2 separate regions of the Mus musculus genome follow, and region 2 is linked to region 1. The links are chromatin contacts, called in public Hi-C maps. All regions are on one chromosome and are shown on one strand. The core of a region is the stretch at or near the end of the contact, and the rest is flanking DNA. Distances in the headings are between cores, read along the strand shown.

Region 1 (5,232 bases), core at 1,707-4,206:
AGTGGTGCGAGCAGGTAAGGGGTCACTTTGAGGCAGAAGAAGGGCATTCTCTGTTGTGCTCAGTTCTGTTATGTTAATGGATGGAAGAAGAGAAGGAATATATCAATCATGTCCCAAAAATGTCCATTCATATACATGTTCATATTCAGCTTCCTAACCCCACACACATATACCAAGCTTATGTGCTATAGAGTGTGTCTGCATACTTCCACATCTGCACACATATACACAAACACATACATACACAAATATACATGCATACATACACACATACTTCCATATGTACATACGTATAGATATATATATACACAAAGAAAAATATATAAGTATATATACAGACAAGTATACTCAGGCAACATACATAGGCACATATACTCACATGACCCATACACACACACACACACACACACATGGCTATAGATTTCTAACTACATATGCATATATAGATACAAATTATATAATAAAAGTTAATAATAAAGATGTGAAAATTGACTGGGAAGCAGTTCCTCTTAGCTCTCTTCCAATCTAATCGTTGGGGAGCTACCCAAAGCAACTGGATTCAGAAGAATGAAACCTAATTTGTAAAAATGTCTAAAGGAAACTTGAAAAGACTTACAGATTGTAAGCAATGGTGGAGAAGGATAACGCCAGAAATTAATCATTAGGAGACTTTGGATTCCACGTGGAATAAAGCAAAGAAAGGAAAAGAAAAGAAAAGAAAAGAAAAGAAAAGAAAAGAAAAGAAAAGAAAAGAAAAGAGAATAGGAAAGGAAAGGAAAGGAAAGGGAAGGGAAGGGAAGGGAAGGGAAGGGAAGGGAAGGGAAGGGAAGGGAAGGAAAGGAAAGGAAAGGAAAGGAAAGGAAAGGAAAGGAAAGGAAAGGAAAGGAAAGGAAAGGAAAGGAAAAACTCTGGGTGAATCCGGTCTATGGGTCATGTCTGTAGCTCCATCACTCAAGAGCTGACTGCAAGTTCTAGGCAGCTTGAACTAAATCAGGAGCCCCTGTCTAGAAACAAATTGTCCTGCATGTGTAGATTCAAAAGATAAGCCAATCAATCAAATGAAGCCAAGGGAGAGTTCTATAAGCAAAACCTGAAAACAAAACTCACAAACTGAAGTGCAAGTGATCTGCTCTTATAAAACTATGAAAATGTGTTTGCCTTTTAATCAGAGACATGTGATGCTGAAATAAACTTGTTCTAACTTACTGTTCTAAAGGGCAGATGTGTCAGAAGGGAGTGAAAGATAATACTGTTCAGTGGGTGTGGATATGTAAGCTGTCTGCAAGGAGTTTGCACATGGGGTAAATCAAACACTTCTCTGTTTTCCTTTATTTAAAATGTTTTTATTTTTGTGAAAAGAGAAATAAATCAAATTTAGTTTTGTTTAATTACATATATAAATATATATAATCTATAATTTAGTTTTGTTTAATTACATATATATATATATATATATATATATATATATATATATATATATATATACACATATATATAAAATCTATCTGCATGTAACTTGATCGCCAGAAGAGGGCACCAAATCCCATTACAGATGGTTGTAAGCCACCATATGGTTTCTGGGAACTGAACTCACCTCTGGAATGGACTCAGGACACCTGTTCTCTTATCCACTGAGCCATCTCCAAAGTCCCCTAAATTTAGTTTTTAAAATCATCATGTTCTCTCTCTCGGATTATTAGGGATGTTATTTTTAATTGTCCCTTGCTTAATGTGTATTAACGTCTTTGAGTATTAAAATACGCAGTTTTTGAAGATTCACTTCCTCAAAACTAGTTGCACTTTAACAAATAAAGACTAAAACAACCTTTGCAAATTGAACTAGAGGTAAGACATACCTCTCATATTCAGGACCACTCTTCTAACCTAATTGTCCCTCACCCACTATGCATTGAATTAAAAGGAAGACCAAATTTTTTAAAAAGGAAGGAGGAAGTGGGAAACAGAAAAGCAGAGAGGGAGAGAAGAGAGGTGGAAGGAGGGATTTTTAAATCTGGTGCACATAGTGTTAACTCAGCGCCCTTTTACAGATGACAATTTATTTTTTGGTTAGATCAACTAATTGGAAAGGTTGCAATGGTCTCCTGGCCTGAGAGAATATTGCAGCAAGTTGTCCATCAAACACACTGACACTCCCTTGGAGTAAACCAACTACAAAAGGCTTTTGGATTTTAAACCCTCAATGTTAAAAACCCAAGCTGCTTTGAAGAGTGTGGTTCCTCAAGACATTTTCCAGCAAAGCAAATTCAGTCCTTGGTGTATGAAGATGTCTTCAGAGAAGTCTCTCGTGTTAATATCTTCGCAGACACTTAAGTTCAAGTCTCAGCAGTAAAATCTATGACTGCAAATTTGCCAATTCTCTAGTGTCCCTGAATCCTCATTTTGAACATTCTGAGTTTTTCACTGATTATCTTCTATTGGTGATATTTGGGGACACTGCTCCTCTTTGTATTATAGGCCACAATTCTAACTTAACTTTCAACAAGGTAAGAGAATAAGCTATCATTCCATCCCATCACCTTCCTCTCCTGCAACAATGTCTCGTCTACGTGAGCTGAGAGTAGCTTAATATTTTGTAAAGGAAAATGTCAAATTTCACTTAAGAAATTGGCATAAACCAATCACAACCTGCTCTGCAGCAAGTGTTTTATCAAATGTCTCTGCCACACACTAAAACTATACAATTCCAATATTAGACATTGAAAAAATAAAAGAATGTGGTTTTTTTTAAAGGCTCAGGAGTGGGATTTGTAAGTATCTGCATAGTGTTGCATTTAATGACAAATAATTCCTAGGATAATCAACTTTTAGCATTTCAGATTTGCTCCCCTTGAAATGTGCATTTAAGTTATTAAAACACTCATGTTTTACGGTCTCACTTACCTTCTTAAGACATACTGTCAGTCACATGATTAACCAGGAAACAAGCATTTACAGCAACAGAAACATGCAAGGGATCTAACTTCCCTTTACCCACCTGCAGGTCACTTCCTCTGTGTGTTTAGGCTTTAGAGAATTTTAACATCTATATTTGGTCATTAAAGAATTTTTAACACACTGGCAGCATGAGCACTATTTACATTGATTTTCTCAAAAGCTTTTAGAAAAAAATTAATTGAATTACAGTAGGAAACTTTGTAAACTATTAATGCAGCATATCTTAATATTAGATCTCCAAGCATAACTTTAAAAAGGGCAAATTACTCTTGAAAAAACATTATAAAATGAAATTTTAAATAAAAGTGAACCTTTATTAAAATCTAAATATAAGTGAACTCTAGATCCAATTAATTTATATAATGCATTTGTCCTTATATAACAAAACATGTGACGTTGTTTTTAGGCTTCCTACCCCATTTCTAATTCAATGCTTTTTTTAAAAAAAGAATATTCTTATGCAATATATTCTGATCAGTTTTTTTCTCTCTGTTTAAATCTTATCCCATGTACAGATTTTCAAAATTTATTTACAGTCTTAAATTTTTAAAAGGATTAGAAACTCTCTATGCCATTTATTGTCAATTTAATGAAATGTTAAACTTTAAATTGAACACAATAATAATTATGAAATTTAAAGAATGTTCAACTATTCACTAAATTTAATATTAGAAAGAATTTTAAGAGCATGTGACAGTGAGGAACCACACATTATTATACAATTTCTTCTTTAAACTTCTTTCCAAATAAGTATAAAACTTTATCTATATTAACTACATGATTGTTGTAACAAAAATAAAATATTAAAAGTCAAATATTAATTCTTACCATCACTGGGTGTAGGTGTTTGCCCTGAAAAAAAAATAAACACACTTTTAGAAATTTTGAGATTTAAAGCATACATGCAAGTATACATCATATACTTTATTCATATTTATTTTCAGCACATATCATCTTAATGAAAGCAAGTTCCCAATTTTTCTTTCTGTTAATGTTTTGATGTTTTGAAGACAGCTACAGGCTGACCTAATGGATGACCTAAGATGTGGTCCTAAAGGAAGAGGAAGGCGTGGGGGGGCGGGGTTCACAGTTTGGAGTCAGCCTATAGAGCAATTCCTGTAACGGGAGGGCTATAGACACTTTTTTTGAATTTTGAATCAATATTTTTGTAAATGAGCACAAGATAGAACTAAGTTAGAAGCAAAAAAAAAAAAAATGCAAAGAGTACCAGAAGCGCGCGTGCACGCGCGCGCACACACACACACACACACACACACACACACACACACACAAATTCGTGATGATGCTCTCAATAAGAAGGTCTCAATGGGCGAATACACTGGAGTGAAACGCATCCCTGAAACACTCAGGTGGCAGCCCCCAAGACTTTGCATGTCCTTGAAGGAGAAAATGAAGAGTTAAGTAAAGGAAGCAGTCCCGTGCATATTACTGAGTTGCTGAAGTGTGGACATTCTCACTGAATTAAAAGAGGGAACCTCTCAAGAGAAAGAGGCGAGTTTGAATGGGTGCTGATTGCACATTTTGGAAGCATTCCTGTGGAGACGGGAGAGCTCGTGCTACGCATGCCTGGAGCACACAAATAGACACTGTAGCTGACACAAGAGTCTAAGAATGCAGGAGTTAAATGAGTTAAAAGCTGACGAAGCTAATGAGGTACTTCCCATCAGAGGAAAGAAATGAACAGAGACTGTTTGGAGAAAGGTTTCTCTGAAATTATGTGCCAACGACACGGATCAGAAGGATATTGCATATATATACAAAAAATGAGGTGATTTTGCCATTATGCTAATACTGCTAATAATCACCATAGAGTATATTTTCACAACTAAAAATGGCTATAATGTCACTGGGTGGAAGAACTAAGGTCCACTCATGACTGTGACATCGGTATGTGTTGTATGACTGTATTGTTTTGAAAATATTATTTGAAATACTGTCCCCCCTTTTTTTGGCTAGTCAGCTAGTACTTCTTATTCTTTTTTATATTCCTTTTAACAGCAATCCTATCCTCTGATCTATTCTAATTTCTTTCCAAATTCACCTCTAAGAATTATGTTGGTTTGCAGAGAATGAGAAGAAACAAAGTATAAATATATCAGTCATTAATAGATCATGTTTTTAAAAAGACAAAATAACTTGCATTCATTGTGAAGAATATAGTGTACCAACATGATTAAAATGTTCAAGTTGCTTTGACTATATGAAACCATAGCAAACAGTTTCTCAAACTTTTCCACATCTAGAGAGAGTTTGATA
Region 2 (5,232 bases), core at 1,487-3,986, 390 kb after region 1:
CTACTATAAGAATTGTAACTTCTCCAATAAAACTTTATCAAAGGGTTATGCAAATTTGCTGATTCCTTATGAGGTTTCAGATCAAAATCTTATACCTGGAAAAGGCCTTGTAGTTATGTGACTGTAAGTGTGAAATGTGAAGGAACTAACTGCTTCAGGACATCAGTGTGGAATCATATGTTCTCCATAACTAACAAAGTGAAATTCAGGGAAGTGTAAGCATTTCCACGACACTGTCCGTCAAGCCAAAGTCTACTCTAGAAACAAAATATTAATAAGTGATAGATTCAAGGTGCACGGAAGCTCAGGAACAATGCTTAGGAACAAACGCCTTCAAATGTCTCCAGCCATGTATCCGGAAGCTTATTTCCCTGTTTGGCTATTTAGTTTACATCACTGTTCTTTAAGAGCCCATTTAAAAGCTCCTCACTCCACATCTAAAGACTGCTTTCAAAGAATTAATGACTTTCAAGGAAATTATGACAGCAAAGATAGACACAACTAAATTAAGGCCAACTTAATTTTGTTTTAGTTCTTATTTTAAAAATCAACACTTCCTGTATTTTATATGCACTAGAAGAAAAAAGGTGACTTGGGGAGTCATGAGATAATCTACTTTTAACACAAGTTAAAAAACATTTCTTCTAGGAATTTTTATTGTTTCTGATCCAAAATAATTTTTCTTCCCATTGCTAATACAGTGTTGGTAGTTACATCAATTCTATTTTAGGTGCAAAGGGACATCAAAATAATGTTAACTCAAAAATGAATCAACTGTGGGTATTTCTTCCATTCTGTAAATAGAGAAATTTTGTTTCTCTTCATTCACTATGAGTCATCATCCTTAGGTTTTCTCTCTTAATAGTTATCACAGTTACACGCCCATTGAATAAATAAACATGTATGAATTATTACCTCTGGCATTTAAAAAATATCCAGTGAAGACTTCTTCCAAAATACAGTTTTCCATTAGCTCACAGTCATTACAAATAAGACAAAAGGAGTTCTCCATGGCAACAGTAAAAGCCAGGCTTATCAGTATTATTCAAAAAACCAGCACAAACAACAAAAACCTCAGGGCCTGCTTCAGTTTAAATAAGCAATCGTGTAAAAGGTAAGAGGGAACTGTGAGCACCTGTCAGGAGCAGCTGACTCCTAGGCAAGCAGCGCCGTAGAGCTGGTGTGACCTGTTTTAAACCGTGACCAACACAATCACACACGTAACGGACTGAAGCGGTGAAATCATGCCTCTTACCTAAAGAATGTGCAGCTGTGGTTTTGGAGCTGAAAAACCGACCAAGCCCAAGGTCTCCGAGTTTTACTACCCCAGTGGCTGTAATGAACACATTAGCTGGTTTTATATCTGTGGATAAATGAAGAGATCAGGTGAGAGATGCTATAAGTTTGGGAATCTGAAAGGAATACGAAATTTCCTCCTGTGGAAGGATTCAAAATGTCTATTAAATATGAAGGTCTGAACCGAAAGTCACTCACTATATTTTGAATTATTCTCATATATTTCAAACTTCTTAGTCCAATTAATATCACAAGGAATACGGGTGAAAATTTAAGGCACAAAATAAACATGTGTCCCCCTTTGTTTAATGGTGTTAAATAACATGCTGCTGAAAAAGGAATTGGTACATTTACACAAGTTATAAAATCATACCTTAGCAATATTATGTACATTGTATTCATTTCATGGCTTCAGAAATCACAATTCCCTAAATAATTTGCTTCAGATCTGACAGCCCCAAATAAGTGGATCAGTCACTTAGTGACTTGAGTGCATTATGTCTGCCCAACAACTGGACTGACCATGAAGCATCCCTGAAGGCCTGAGGCTGGGATGCCACAGTCTGCTTGTCTGGAGGAGACACGACAAACCCTCTTCCTAATGCACATGCACTGTCCCCCACAGCTTCCCTTTCTCACCCAGAGAACCAGCAAGGTATTGAGAGAAGTCGGGCAAAGCATAATTCGCATTATTTATCATAAAGCAGGGCTTCACTTTAACGCTTACAGTCCTGACAAATTATAATTTAGACATAAATTATGAAAAACAGGTAATGCCGTGGACTGAATGGAAGCTATCTTAAAGTGCTTGGTGGCGAATGTCACTTAAGATGCTGCTGCAGACTTCCCGTGCTTCTCTTACCTCTGTGCATGACTCTTCGAGAATGCATGTGGTCCAGTGCACTGCAGAGCTGAACGAAGTATTTCCAAACGGTTCTCTCAGGGATTAGCCTCTTTTGTTTCTTAAAGTGCTGTTTAAAATATTTTTTTAAAAAAAAATTAGTGATTCTGAGAAATCAGATTTCTTAAAGTTGAATTCCAGCATTGCGAATCAGTAAGTCAGAAAAAAATCAACTTTTATCCCCTCGTTATTATTTTTTAAAGTATAATTTTCCATACTAAGACGACTCCAGAAATTTCACTTGACAGAATGACTTACATTTCCTCCTATTTGTTCTTAAGCTATGGAACACTACTACTCTGTAATGTCCAACTACTTTTAAAAAAATACATCTATCTAAAATGACTTATCTCACATCTCATTTCAAGAAGGACTACGGTTTTAGGAAATGAAGAAATATTAAAGTAGACTCGCTAAAAGACCACTCTTACTGAGTATGTTGCATTAGCTGATTAAAGTGTGTGTCTAGCATGCCTGGGTTCCATCTACAGCACCACAAGAACAAGCATGGTGTTGCATGCCTGCAAGCTTAGCACTTGTGAGACAGAGGAAGTGGGTGAGTCAAAAGTGCAAGCCCAGCACTTGGGAGGCAGGTGCCAGAGAGCAGAAGGGCAAGCTTATCTTCAGCGAGGTAAGGAGTATGTAGCCAGCCTAGCACATAGGACTTAGTCTTAAAAACCACCACCACCAACAACAACAAAAATAGAAATAACAAACAAACAAAAGACAGTCCTGCTTCAGGCAAATGTCTCCACTCTAGAATTCTAGTTAAAGGTTGAGCTGCATGGGTGACTAGAAACACCATAATTTACTAAAACTTAAGTCATGGTATAAAAGTTTTCATGAGTGTATTCACTGCACATAACAAAGCAAAGCTGTCTTTTGAATGGATGAAACTACGTTCTGGAGAGTGAGATGGTCACAGGAAAGCTGAAGCAAAGCACTGAGAGTATCAACAGGCTGTCGGAGGGAGGGGTCCAGAGACTGAAAGGGAAACTGCTAAACACAACCAGAAGCCCACAGCTACAGAGCAGCGTCGTCCAGTTTCCTGTCTTAAGTTTAACAGGAAACTATGAAAGCAGCATAGCAAGATCCAAGCTCTCAGCCCCACTGGATACTCTGTATATAAAAATCATTTTTAAAAACAACAGTGCAGTGGGTTTCTTACTGAATAGTACTTATAAATTACCAACATGAAGAAACGGTACCTTTAAACAGCTTTTTTTTTTCCTACAAAGCTTTAAAAAAAAATCTTAACTTTATGAAGCATATGTCCTAACATCAACTTTTAAATCTGTTTTTTTACTGTATTTGAAAACCACATTTGGAAAAGTTCAACCAATTAATTTTTTGGTATTGAATGCAAAAAAAAAAAAAAAACCCTATATTTGAGAAAGTGAAAAGCCAGCCCTTCTGAGTCGCACCTGTGGCCAGCTGAGGGCTGGCTAAAATGGCAAAGCTACAGGGAAACTACTGGAGTCCTTTTCCATCAGCAACAACCAACACCCCCCTGCCACTGTGCCCACTTGCTAGAGGAAGAAAAAATGTCTGTTTAAAAAAAGGTAAGAATACTAGGCTAATTTTTCCTACATAGCACATGGCTGAAAAATCAATTACTTTTTGCAATTTCATTAGCAAGTAAGTCAGTAACCTATTCTAAATGACCAGGTAATAATGAAAGTAGACCACTGTCCTTCTAACTATGGAGAAATGCCCATATTGGGTTTCAATAGGAAGGTTTTCTTTTATGGCAGACTGTGTCAACATCAGTTTTCACTGGAAGGAGACAATACTGAAAATTCAGCTCTTTACACATAATTTTCCTTGAGACTTGGAACGCATCCAATAATGCCCGTGCATGCACCCCCCTATGCCACATTAACACATCAGAGGGATGACTGATGCCAACAGCAAGACGGGTACCGGGTCTCTTCATTCAAAGATGCACTGCATCAAGTAGACATTAGAACATGGAAGAAAAATTTAATGCTTTAACAGAGTCTAAACTCATCATAACCATAATCAACTTGGCAGTTGATTATTTTAAATAACTTAAAAACGAAGACTGTAATATAATTACCTCATTTCCCTGTTCCAAACCTTCCCACGTACCCCACCCTCCCACCCCACCCCTGCCCCTTGAATTCTTTCAAATCCATGGCCTCTTTTTCTTAATTATTGTAAGTGTTGGTGTGTTTCTGTTTCTTTTCAAGTCTCATTATTAAAAGACAAAATATAAAAGGGACACAGGAAAAACCCTGGACACAAAATGCACATTAGGGTGAAGAAGACCTGGCAGTATAAATTCTTCTCAGATACTGTTTCCTATAACAAATTAAAAGGGAGGAAAGCAACCTGGCATGAGTGTCATGCTGACCTGACAAACCTTAGGAATCTCACTGAAGAACAACATGAACTTGACTACCAGGCAATAAAGTCTGATTATTCGACTGGTGGTCCTCAGTTTCTAAACTGTCTACTTAAACGCTTGGGCTTGTCAAAGAGTCTTTAAAAGGAGGGCTTCGGCTGTTTCCGGAAGCAACAGCTACAATGTTGCAAACCTATCGGTTCTCACCGTGGCACTATTGCCTGCCTCCTAAGAGAGGGTGGGGAACAAAGCTACAGAAATTCCTGACTCACTTTTAATACAAGGCTGCAAGGTTGACATCAGCAGTGCTCAACTTTCTCAGAGTCACACACCTCTTTAAAATGGGAATTTTTTATTCGCTAGCAGGATAGCAACGCTTTTCAAAACTCCTACTTTCTGAACGCTAGATATCCCTGTAATAATACTTAATTCTGTATTATAAAACACTTAATGCAAACAAGTAAGACTTAAAATTAAACATACATAACCAATGATTAACATAAGGAAAGTTTCTAAAAATTAATAACAAAGTATTTACATGAAAGGTTATGTGTTGTGGCACATTTACCATGTTCATGCTACGAAACAGAATGTCTTTAAACCCCAAATAAAATATGTAAAGGTCTGAGGACAAAGGTTGCCACTCAGGTTTAATAGATCACTTGGA

The links. Hi-C and Micro-C count contacts between places; a contact is called where the count stands out from the background.
Region 2: a Hi-C map of pre-B cells shows a contact between it and region 1, with 2.5 times the contacts expected there. The contact joins two enhancer-like sites. A contact is called at or near these places in 8 of 484 Hi-C or Micro-C datasets (CD4 T cells, LSK cells, the P5424 cell line and 5 more), 6 of 115 datasets of contacts at active chromatin or transcription factors (the 230-238 cell line, effector CD8 T cells, large pre-B cells and 3 more) and 1 of 9 other capture datasets (liver).

Annotation. Positions count from the first base shown.
Region 1 is chr1:138,122,520-138,127,751 of GRCm38.p6, forward strand. Ptprc (protein tyrosine phosphatase, receptor type, C) reads right to left here. Exons shown (of 32, transcript NM_001111316.2): 2 at 3,784-3,807; 3 at 1-65. Among named protein-coding and RNA genes, the nearest start is that of Ptprc, 50 kb to the right of the region's middle. Within about 2 kb of position 2,957, at least 25 of the 459 cell types and tissues checked have an H3K27ac peak or open chromatin away from gene starts, as enhancers often do. A contact at or near this core is called in the P5424 cell line, pre-B cells and pro-B cells, where this site is marked.
Region 2 is chr1:138,514,370-138,519,601 of GRCm38.p6, forward strand. Nek7 (NIMA (never in mitosis gene a)-related expressed kinase 7) reads right to left here. Exons shown (of 10, transcript NM_021605.4): 6 at 2,159-2,267; 7 at 1,256-1,363. Among named protein-coding and RNA genes, the nearest start is that of Nek7, 100 kb to the right of the region's middle. Within about 2 kb of position 2,737, at least 101 of the 459 cell types and tissues checked have an H3K27ac peak or open chromatin away from gene starts, as enhancers often do. A contact at or near this core is called in the P5424 cell line, pre-B cells and pro-B cells, where this site is marked.